Linked DNA regions of Sus scrofa: region 1 is linked to region 2. The links are chromatin contacts, called in public Hi-C maps. All regions are on one chromosome and are shown on one strand. Each heading gives the region's core, a stretch centred on a gene start, on an enhancer-like site or on the middle of the called end of the contact. The rest is flanking DNA. Distances are from core to core; before and after follow the strand shown. Region 1 holds the start of VLDLR (very low density lipoprotein receptor). Region 2 holds the start of PUM3 (pumilio homolog 3).

What was found. A called contact is a pair of places that touch in the nucleus more often than the background predicts.
Region 1: a Hi-C map of skeletal muscle shows a contact between it and region 2, with 3 times the contacts expected there. The contact joins the promoter of VLDLR here to the promoter of PUM3 in region 2. A contact is called at or near these places in 4 of 47 Hi-C or Micro-C datasets (embryonic fibroblasts, fetal heart ventricle, heart right ventricle and 1 more) and 2 of 2 datasets of contacts at active chromatin or transcription factors (alveolar macrophages and skeletal muscle).

What each region holds. Positions count from the first base shown.
Region 1 is chr1:219,207,634-219,211,860 of Sscrofa11.1, forward strand. It overlaps VLDLR (very low density lipoprotein receptor), which reads right to left and starts at 2,073. Exons shown (of 18, transcript NM_001199890.1): 1 at 1,992-2,073. The coding sequence starts at 2,073.
Region 2 is chr1:218,992,396-218,996,639 of Sscrofa11.1, forward strand. It overlaps PUM3 (pumilio homolog 3), which reads left to right and starts at 1,744. Exons shown (of 18, transcript XM_001927669.7): 1 at 1,744-1,865.

The DNA of each region.
Region 1 (4,227 bases), core at 823-3,322, 220 kb after region 2:
ACTTACTTCTACAATTTAGATGCATTCCTAGTATTCTATAGGACAAAGACATCCCCAATGGAAAGTTATATGTTAAATTAAAAGAATATAAAAAAAATTTTAACAGAAAAAATTTTAACAGGAAAAAAAAAGAATATGAAGAGAACACACAGCAAAAAAAAAAAAAAAAAAAAAAAAATCCTTTCTCCTTTTTTCCTGCACAATGATCAGTAGTTTCTGGTATATCTTAGTCTTCTGAAATGATATGAAAGGTGTAATGCAAGTCAGGGCACTAGTCTGAGAAATCGCTTAATAAGTTAGTACTGCTCATCCATTAATGATTAATGTTAGCGTCTGAAAACTTTCCTAAGCAGGGATACTCCAAGTTCTCAGTTTTGTTACACATCACAGGCCATCTTTGCTACGCACGCGCCCTTTTCAAGGCGCACAGGCAGGGGAAAGCATTTGAGAGAACAGTCCATTGGAGCCTGTCCGTTTTTTATGTTCCCTTAAAGATAACATTTCTCAGGCTGCTAAATTATGAGTCTGGGAGCCATGTGACCAACCGAAACGTGATCGGGCGGCCAGCCAATCGCAGAGCGCAGAAAAGCCCGTCCCAGCTTCTCACGCTCCGGACAACTGGCATCTAAGGGCAAGGGGCTTTCGGAGGCTCAAGTCCCCAAGTATTGCTTGAGAGGCTGCCTGGACGCTTTAAAGTTCGCTCTCACTTCAGAAGACACGTGACTGCAGGCAGGCAGGCAGGCAGGCCTCCAACGCCACTGGGGACACAAGAGCTAGGGTCTCTGGAATGGGTACATAGGACGGGGCAGTTTGCCAATTCCCCAGACCTGGCGAGCCAGCCCCTCAGTGTCCTTTCCAGGTCAATTCAGAGACTCGCCAGGATCCTCACGGAATCTTCTGAGAAGGGCTTCCTGTCGCCTGCCTGGGAAAGTTGTGCGGCCCCAAGTGGGAGAGTGGCTGAGCACAGGGCTCCCAGGCCCAGTGCGGCAGACCCTGGGGACCTGACAGTAGTCACCACCGCCCTCCCCAACAAACTACAGTCACACACCAGCTCTCCCAGTTCTCGCGCTGCTCCCTTTGATGTATTGTTTAGAATGAAGGCTAATTACAGTCACTAGATTAGGACTCGATTCCTCTCGAGGAAATCTCACCGGGAACGAGGCTCAGCAAACTAACCTGATTAAGTCTTCTTTCCACTCCCCTCCCTCGTTCTGCTATCTTGGAGACCCGAGAGGTTTATAAACGCGGCCCAGAGAGTGGAAAGGGGAGAGGGGAGAACTATCTAGAGCTGGGGGAGGGAGTCCTATTTCAAGCCTCACTAGTCATCTAACCCGCACTCCAGAGAGACGGCCCGGCGCCTGGGGAGTCGCAGTCCGGGTGCGCAGGCTGCGCACTTCTCGACGCTCGGCGGAGACTCCCCGCAGCAGCCCACAGATCGCGCGCCCTCTCACCACCGAGGGAGACCCTAGCCCCGGCCGGCACCCAGCGCCCAGCGTTCTCGCAGGCGCCCATCCTCATCCACCGCCCCCTCCCACCCTCGCTTAAGTCGGAGGAGCGCGCCGGGAGCTGCCGCGCACGTCTCGGCCCACCCGGCCCTCTGCCTCCTTCCTAACACTCCGCCTGGCAGAGGAGACAGAACCATTGTTCAATGGCTCAGAAGCCCACATTCCCCATCCCCGGCCCAGCAGGGTGAAAAATGAGGCAAAGCAGTGGCCTTGGGGGAGGGAGTGTAGGGGAATGAAGATAGTTCGGGCCAGGCTTTAGGACACCCCAAACCCCACTGTCCCCCCAGCCCGGCTCCCGGTAGCCGAGGTGCTGACAGTCAGCTCAGAGGCGCCACCAGGGTGGGGAGAGAAAGAAGGCGACGAGAGCGGAGAGGCGCCTCCTAGGAGGGGGGGTGGGCAAAAGGAGACCCGCTCCTCGGCGGGGGGGGGGCCCCCAGCACCTCGGCTGGGTCTGGGCAGCCCGCGGAGGGGCGCGTCCTCACTCACCCGCTCCAGTGGCGCCGCTTTCTCGGGGCGCCAAGCACAGCACGAGCAGCAGCCAGAGCGCCCAGCGCGCGGACGTGCCCATGGTGCCCGCCTGGATGGTGGTGCCGCCGCCGCCGCTCGCTCCGCACAACAAGTTACCAGCCCTTCGGAAAGGAGGAAGGAGGTGGGGGCGGGGAGGGAGGAGGGGGAGGGGGAGGAGGGGAAGGAGTTAGAAGGGGGTAAAGGGAGCAGGGAAGAAGAGGGCACCCCCTCCCCTACAACTTGCACAATCTCCTCCCCACCCACCAACCCACCCACCCACCTCCCCCGGCTGCAGCGGCTGTGCAAGCCGAGCCCGCGGGCAGAAAATAATGCAGGCGCTGCAGAGGAGGGGAGGGAAGAGGAGGGGAGAAAGGGAGAGGGGGTGGGGAGGAGGGCCGAGAAGACAGAAGAGAGAGAAGCCGACCGCGGAGCACCCACACTGGCGGCTGCTGGAGCGCGGGGTGAGGAGCGAGGAGGGGGCAGGAGGGGGAGTGGTCAGCGGGGCGCGGGCGGCGGCGGCGGGGGTAGGGGCGGGCGCGGCGGCCTCAGCCCTCCTTCGCACTCTACGAGCTCCTCTTAAAAGCTCGGGGTGGCCAGGTGTCTGCTCTGGGGGGTGTGAGAGTATGTGCTGGAGCGTGAGTGGCCGTGGCCGTGGCCGTGGCCGCCGCTGCCGCCGGGACTGCTCCTGAGATCCGGCTGCTCAGCGCGTCCGCCCGGGGCTCACGGGGGCCCGGGGCGGTCGCTGGTTGGCTCGCGCGCCGCCCTCGCCTCCAATCCCCGGTGCCTGCCCTAATTTCCTGATCCCGGGAACCTGCCGCCGCAGCAGCTGTGCGCTCCCTACAGTCATTACAGTACCTTCCCGGCAGTCGCCAACAGTAAATGCAGCAGCAGCAGCAGCAGCAGCAGTTAGCACTGATGCAACCACTGAGGCTATTGCCACCGCCTTCCCCCTAACGGGGCTTACAGCCCGGGCGGGGGGGTGGGGGACTTGCAGCTTTCAGGGGCAACAAGCATCTCTCTACCACCCTCTCCTGCGCCCCAAAGAACGGCTGCTATTATGAGGCTGGTAGGTAGCTTCTTCCTTGGGCCTCCTCTCTCCACCTAAAAGTGATGAAGAGGAGTGGGTCTAAACGTTTGGGCTATTCTGATGTGGGGTAGGGGATGCCCCACATCATCTTAGGCGCACGCTGAGATGCCATTTTTGCTAAAAATTAACTGTGTCTTTAAGTGAGAGCATGTGTAAGGAGAGTGTGCGCGCGCGGTTGTGGTTAGTCCTCTGAAATAGAACGCGACTAAAATAACCCAGTCTAGGATGAGGAGGAGGGATATCAGTAGTGCAGCTCTACATTCTCTCATCAACGATTATAGTTAATTGCTAATTGCACAAAATAATGGTTGGAGGGCCTGTAATTAGAAGCTTAACCTTTTCTTGTTGGGGGAGGGGAAACCTGCAGGTTGATTCTTCTTGATGTAGTTTGCAACATTCAATTATGAGGCTTAAGGAAAGAAAAAAATAAGGAAGCAAAGGCAAGATTCCTGTAAAGGATTGATTCCTGTTTTGTGCCTGGCAATACTGAGCCTGTAATTTGCTTTTTGTGTACTTCGGTTTTCTTGCACAATTTCCCCTGGTTGAGGTGCATTGTCTTCTGTGGGCTGTTAAGCATCTAACCAGACTGGGAGAGCACACGGAGCTATTTCATCTTCTTAAAGTATTTATGTATTTTTTAAAAGTTGTTTTGTGTGTTGAATGACTCAAACTCTGCTGATTGAAATAGCACCAGCTCTGGTGCTCTTCTGTTGGTGATCTGAGAAGCAGAGGGCTCCTGCCTAGTTGTGTTTTCCTTCTTCTGGTGCTCCAGGGCATTTGTCAAGGCTAGCCGTGGGATGGGATGTTTATTAGGAACTGACTGTATCCAGGAAACATATGAGAGGGAAAATTCCAGGTCAGGATACACCTTGGTGAGGCCAGAGGATATCCAGACCAGCCTGCAGGGTTTGACAGTGTTTTGGTGGAGTCTTGCCCTATAGTTCTTTTAGAACTGCTATTTTTCTCACCTGTGGTTACACATTTGCTACAAAGTGCAGCAGCCGTACACATGTTGCATGTGGAATGGAGTTGAACTCTGTTTTATGCCCTTAGTAGTGAAGATGCATGCAGGTGTTGTTCACCTAACAGGCATTAGGTATGATGGTAAAACAGGTGCTTGGCATCTTC
Region 2 (4,244 bases), core at 494-2,993:
GTCTGTGACCTATACCACAGCTCACAGCAATGCCAGATCCTTAATCACTGAACAAAGCCAGAGATCTAAACTGCATCCTCATGGATATTAGTCAGGTTCTTAACCCGCTGAGCCACAAGGGGAACTCCCTGTGGTGTTGAAAATGTAAATGCATCCCTTCCAGGTAGGTGTATTTATGAAGATTTTATTATTATTAAAAAAAATTGCCTAGCACATACCATATTATTTGCCTAATAAGCACTGCTGATGGACCTCCTGCAATTCTCATTCTACAGTCTCTTCTCTTGAGCTTTTACTGGAGAAATAATCAATTACAGAAAGTAGTCCAGAGGCAGCCAGGTTGAATTTGAATCTGGATCAAAATTAATGAATGTCTTCCCTTTCTCCATAACATGAGGGGGAAAGACCTACTTAACTTCTTATGAGACTTAAGTGAGCTTAGGATATGTTGGTGTCCCTTCCTGCAGAATCTATGAAAATGACCTTATTTGGGGAAAAGATTTTTGCATATGTAATTAAGTAAAGACATCTAAATGTGATCATCCCTGATTATCCTGAGGGATCCTAAATTCAATAAACAGACAAGTGCCTTTACAACACATAGAAAAGGATGGCTCAGTGGATAACGAATCCGACTAGGAACCATGAGGTTGTGGGTTTGATCCCTGGCCTCGCTCAGTGGGTTAAGGATCCGGCGTTGCGGTAGGCTGTGGTGTAGGTCGCAGACGCGGCTCGGATCTGGCGTGGGGGTGGCTGTGGCTCCGGTGTAGGCCGGGTGTCTACAGCTCCGATTAGACCCCTAGCCTGGGAACCTCCACATGCTGGGGGTGCAGCCCTAGAAAAGACATAAAGACAAAAAAAAAAAAAAAAAAAAGAAAGAAAGAAAAAAGAAAAAAAAAAAAAAAACAAACACATAGGAAAGGAGAAAACATAGAAGAAAAAGTCATGTGAAGACAGAGGCAGAGACTGGAGCGGCCCAAGCCAAGGAAAGTCTGGAACCGCAAGAAGCGGAAAGAGGCACAAAGTTGTTCCCTAGAGGCTGAAGAAGGTGCACAAACTCTCTAACAGCATGATTTCCAACTTCTAGCCTCCAGAACAATTAGAGAATAAATTCTGTTGTTTGACCGGACCAAGTTTGACCCCATTGCACCTGCAAAATGAGGTAGCAGCCTAACTACAGTCTCATCTCCTTAAGTGGATAGTGGGATAACTGCATTCTGGACGGAAGGGCAGACGTTTAAAATGTTAAACATTTATCAATCATTCACTGTACTAGGCTTTTTCCATACATGACAGCCATCGCTATTTGATCAAGTAACCAAGGTTCAAAGAAATTCAGCCATTTGTCGTAAGCCACGCAGCTAACAAGCAGAAGAAAAAGCCGAGATCGCAATACAAGCCGATTCCGGACATATCCCTTTAATCCTCCCCTCTAGAATACCAGAAAGGATGCGAATGAACCATTCTAAAATTCTTAACTGTTTAAGCCTCAATTCCCCCTACAGTTTAGTGGCGCCAAGTTCTCCGCTGCCACAATTGGTGAGCCCTTGCGAAAAGCTCCAGCTCCTCCCGGGAAAGACAGGGTTAATGACGTCACTTTCAGGAGCCGTTATCCCGTCTTCGCCCCACGGGTCCTTTCCAGGGCCAAAACTCTTTGTGGCTCAGTCCTCGCGCCTCTCGATGAGATATAAGTAAGAGCGGACCAATAGCAACGCCGAATTTCCGTTTTTCTGGATAATTCCCTCCCCTTAACCGTAGCGCCGCTGCGGAAGAAGGTAAAGGGAGACAGGGGCGGGGCTGGGCTAGGAAGCGGAAGTCCTCGCGGTGGGTCCAGGACCCGTGCTTCCCGGACCCGCACGTGTGTGGTGAGTGTAGCGCGCTCCGCTGCAGATCCCGGGAGGGCTTTGTTCCCTCGCCGGCGCTGGAGTGGGAGGGTCTCTCGGATAGAGGTGTTCACATCTGTCATCCGCCGGTTGATCTTCTATGGCTTTTTCTACTCTGGGAGTTTTAGGTCTTATGGGAGCCTGACTGCCAAAGCAGGTTTACTTCTCTCCCTATCTCGCTGTCTTGAGAATGCTGGGTTAACTTGAACTACCTTCAGCCTCTAAAATCCCAGCGTGTGCTAGTAGCTTTCAGCTTTTCTGTCATATATTTGACTGGGTGCCCAGTTTACACTCTGAATGTACGGTTGCAAGTTGTAAGCGTTGGGAGGGAAACGAATTTAGTGCTCAGCTGGAGGATGGGGGTGTTTGGGGGAAGTAAGCCGAGATCCAGAGCATGACAAGAGGCCACCCTGGGATCTGGAAGCGCAGGGAAAACCACTTTCAGCAGAGACAGTAACTTGGGCTAAGTCCTTCAGGTGGAAACTGTAGAAGCGAAGCCAGAGTAGTGAGCCAGAAGTACAGCGATACAAGACAAAGTTAAATGGGTGGGTGGGAGGTTCTGTAGGGCTTGGGAGTCAGTGCTTGCTAGGAGTATGGATTTTCTTTACAATGGGAGAATATTCCCATTTGTACAACACAGTGAAAACTTACAAGCAAGGGAGAAGCAGGTCCCGGTTCTCTTCAGATAATGTGTAGTAATTTGTATTATTATATAGTGCGTGTAGTTATTATATAGTCTGTATAATTATGTAGTGTATTTCATATAGAATGTATTATATAGAGATTATTGACGATGGTTTGGATCAGGGTGGTGGTAGTGGAGATTGAAGTTGGAGGGTTAGAGGGTCAGTTAAAGTTACTAAAGGGGATTTAAGAGGACTTAGTGAAGGATTGAATGTAGCAGACAAGGGAGACAAACTATCACAGGTAAATCTTGGGTTTCCTCTTCTTACTTGACCACTGGAGTGGGTGATGAGCCAATGCTGAAATGGGGAAAAATAGATGAGGACATTTTTGTTTCCAGGCGGAGTGTTTGTTTTTTTTTTGTTTTTTGGCTACACCCACAGCATGTGAAAGTTCCCAGGCGAGGGGTTGAATCTGAGCCACAGCTGTGACTGAGGTGCTGCAGACATATAAAGAATTATATTTTGTATACGTTAAGTGTAAGATGCTTATTAGACACATAAATGGAAGTTTCAAGTGGGTAGTTAGAATACATGTCTGGAGTCCAAGAAGATACTCCAATACGTGTCTGGAGTCCAAGAAGATACTCCTAAGGGAGAAATAATTTAAGGGTCCAGCACAGAAAGCCATGGGACTGGATGAAATCCCCTTGAGAGATGTGTATAGAGAGAAGACTTGAGGAATGCCAGCATTTAGAAGTTGGGTTTTCAATGGTCAGTACTTTCAAAGTGCAATGCTGAACCTGACCGCCAAAAGGAGTAAAGATCAATCACACGTTCCTCTATCTCTGGGAAACCTGTTATTTTCCTTCAGAAGGCAGAATTGGGCTCTCTCAGCTCTGTGGCTTTTTGAACACTTTTTATATACTTCAGTTAGAATGCTTAACTATGTTGTGTTTTAGTTTTCTGCTTGCCTGTCTCCTCTGCTGTATTACATTTTTATTTATTTATTTTGGGTATATAGTTTTAAAAAAATCCCTTAGCTTTCTAGCACATAGTCTGTAGATATTCCATACATTTCAAGTCCAACGTGTCAAGTTATAAGAAGGCCATCAAAATGTGTCATAGGAGTGCTCTCTTCAGCAGCACATATATTAAAATGTGTCATAGGGAGTTCCCGTTGTGGTGCAGCAGAAACAAATCTGACTAGTATCCATGAAGATGCAGGTTCAATCCCTGGCCTTGCTCAGTGGGTTGGGGATCCAGCATTGCTGCGATCTGTGGTGTAGGTCATAGACGTGGCTTGGATTTGACGTTGCTGTGGTGCAGGCTTGTAGCAATAGCTCCAATTCGACCCCTAGCCTAGAAACTAACATTGGTGTGGACCTAAAAAGCAAAAAAAAAAAAAAAAAAGTCATAGGAATAAAGAGAATCATTTGAAAGAGAAAGAAGGCGTTTGAAGGAGGAATGATAAGTATGATAAGTAATTATAATTTAGGCTGGATTTGAAGGATGAGTAGGATGTATTTTGATAGAGAATGGCTTTAAAGTTTGGCTCCAATATTTGAAAGAGAATACTGAGGGAGTAAAATTGGCTTCAGTGTGGTATTTGTGATGAGAGTAAATTAGGATCAAGTTTGAAATGCCTATGAATGCCAGTCTGATTTTGAAATTCTTCCTGTAGACAGTGGAAACTTTTGAAGGTATTAGAGCAGGGAAATAACATGAAATAGATGTA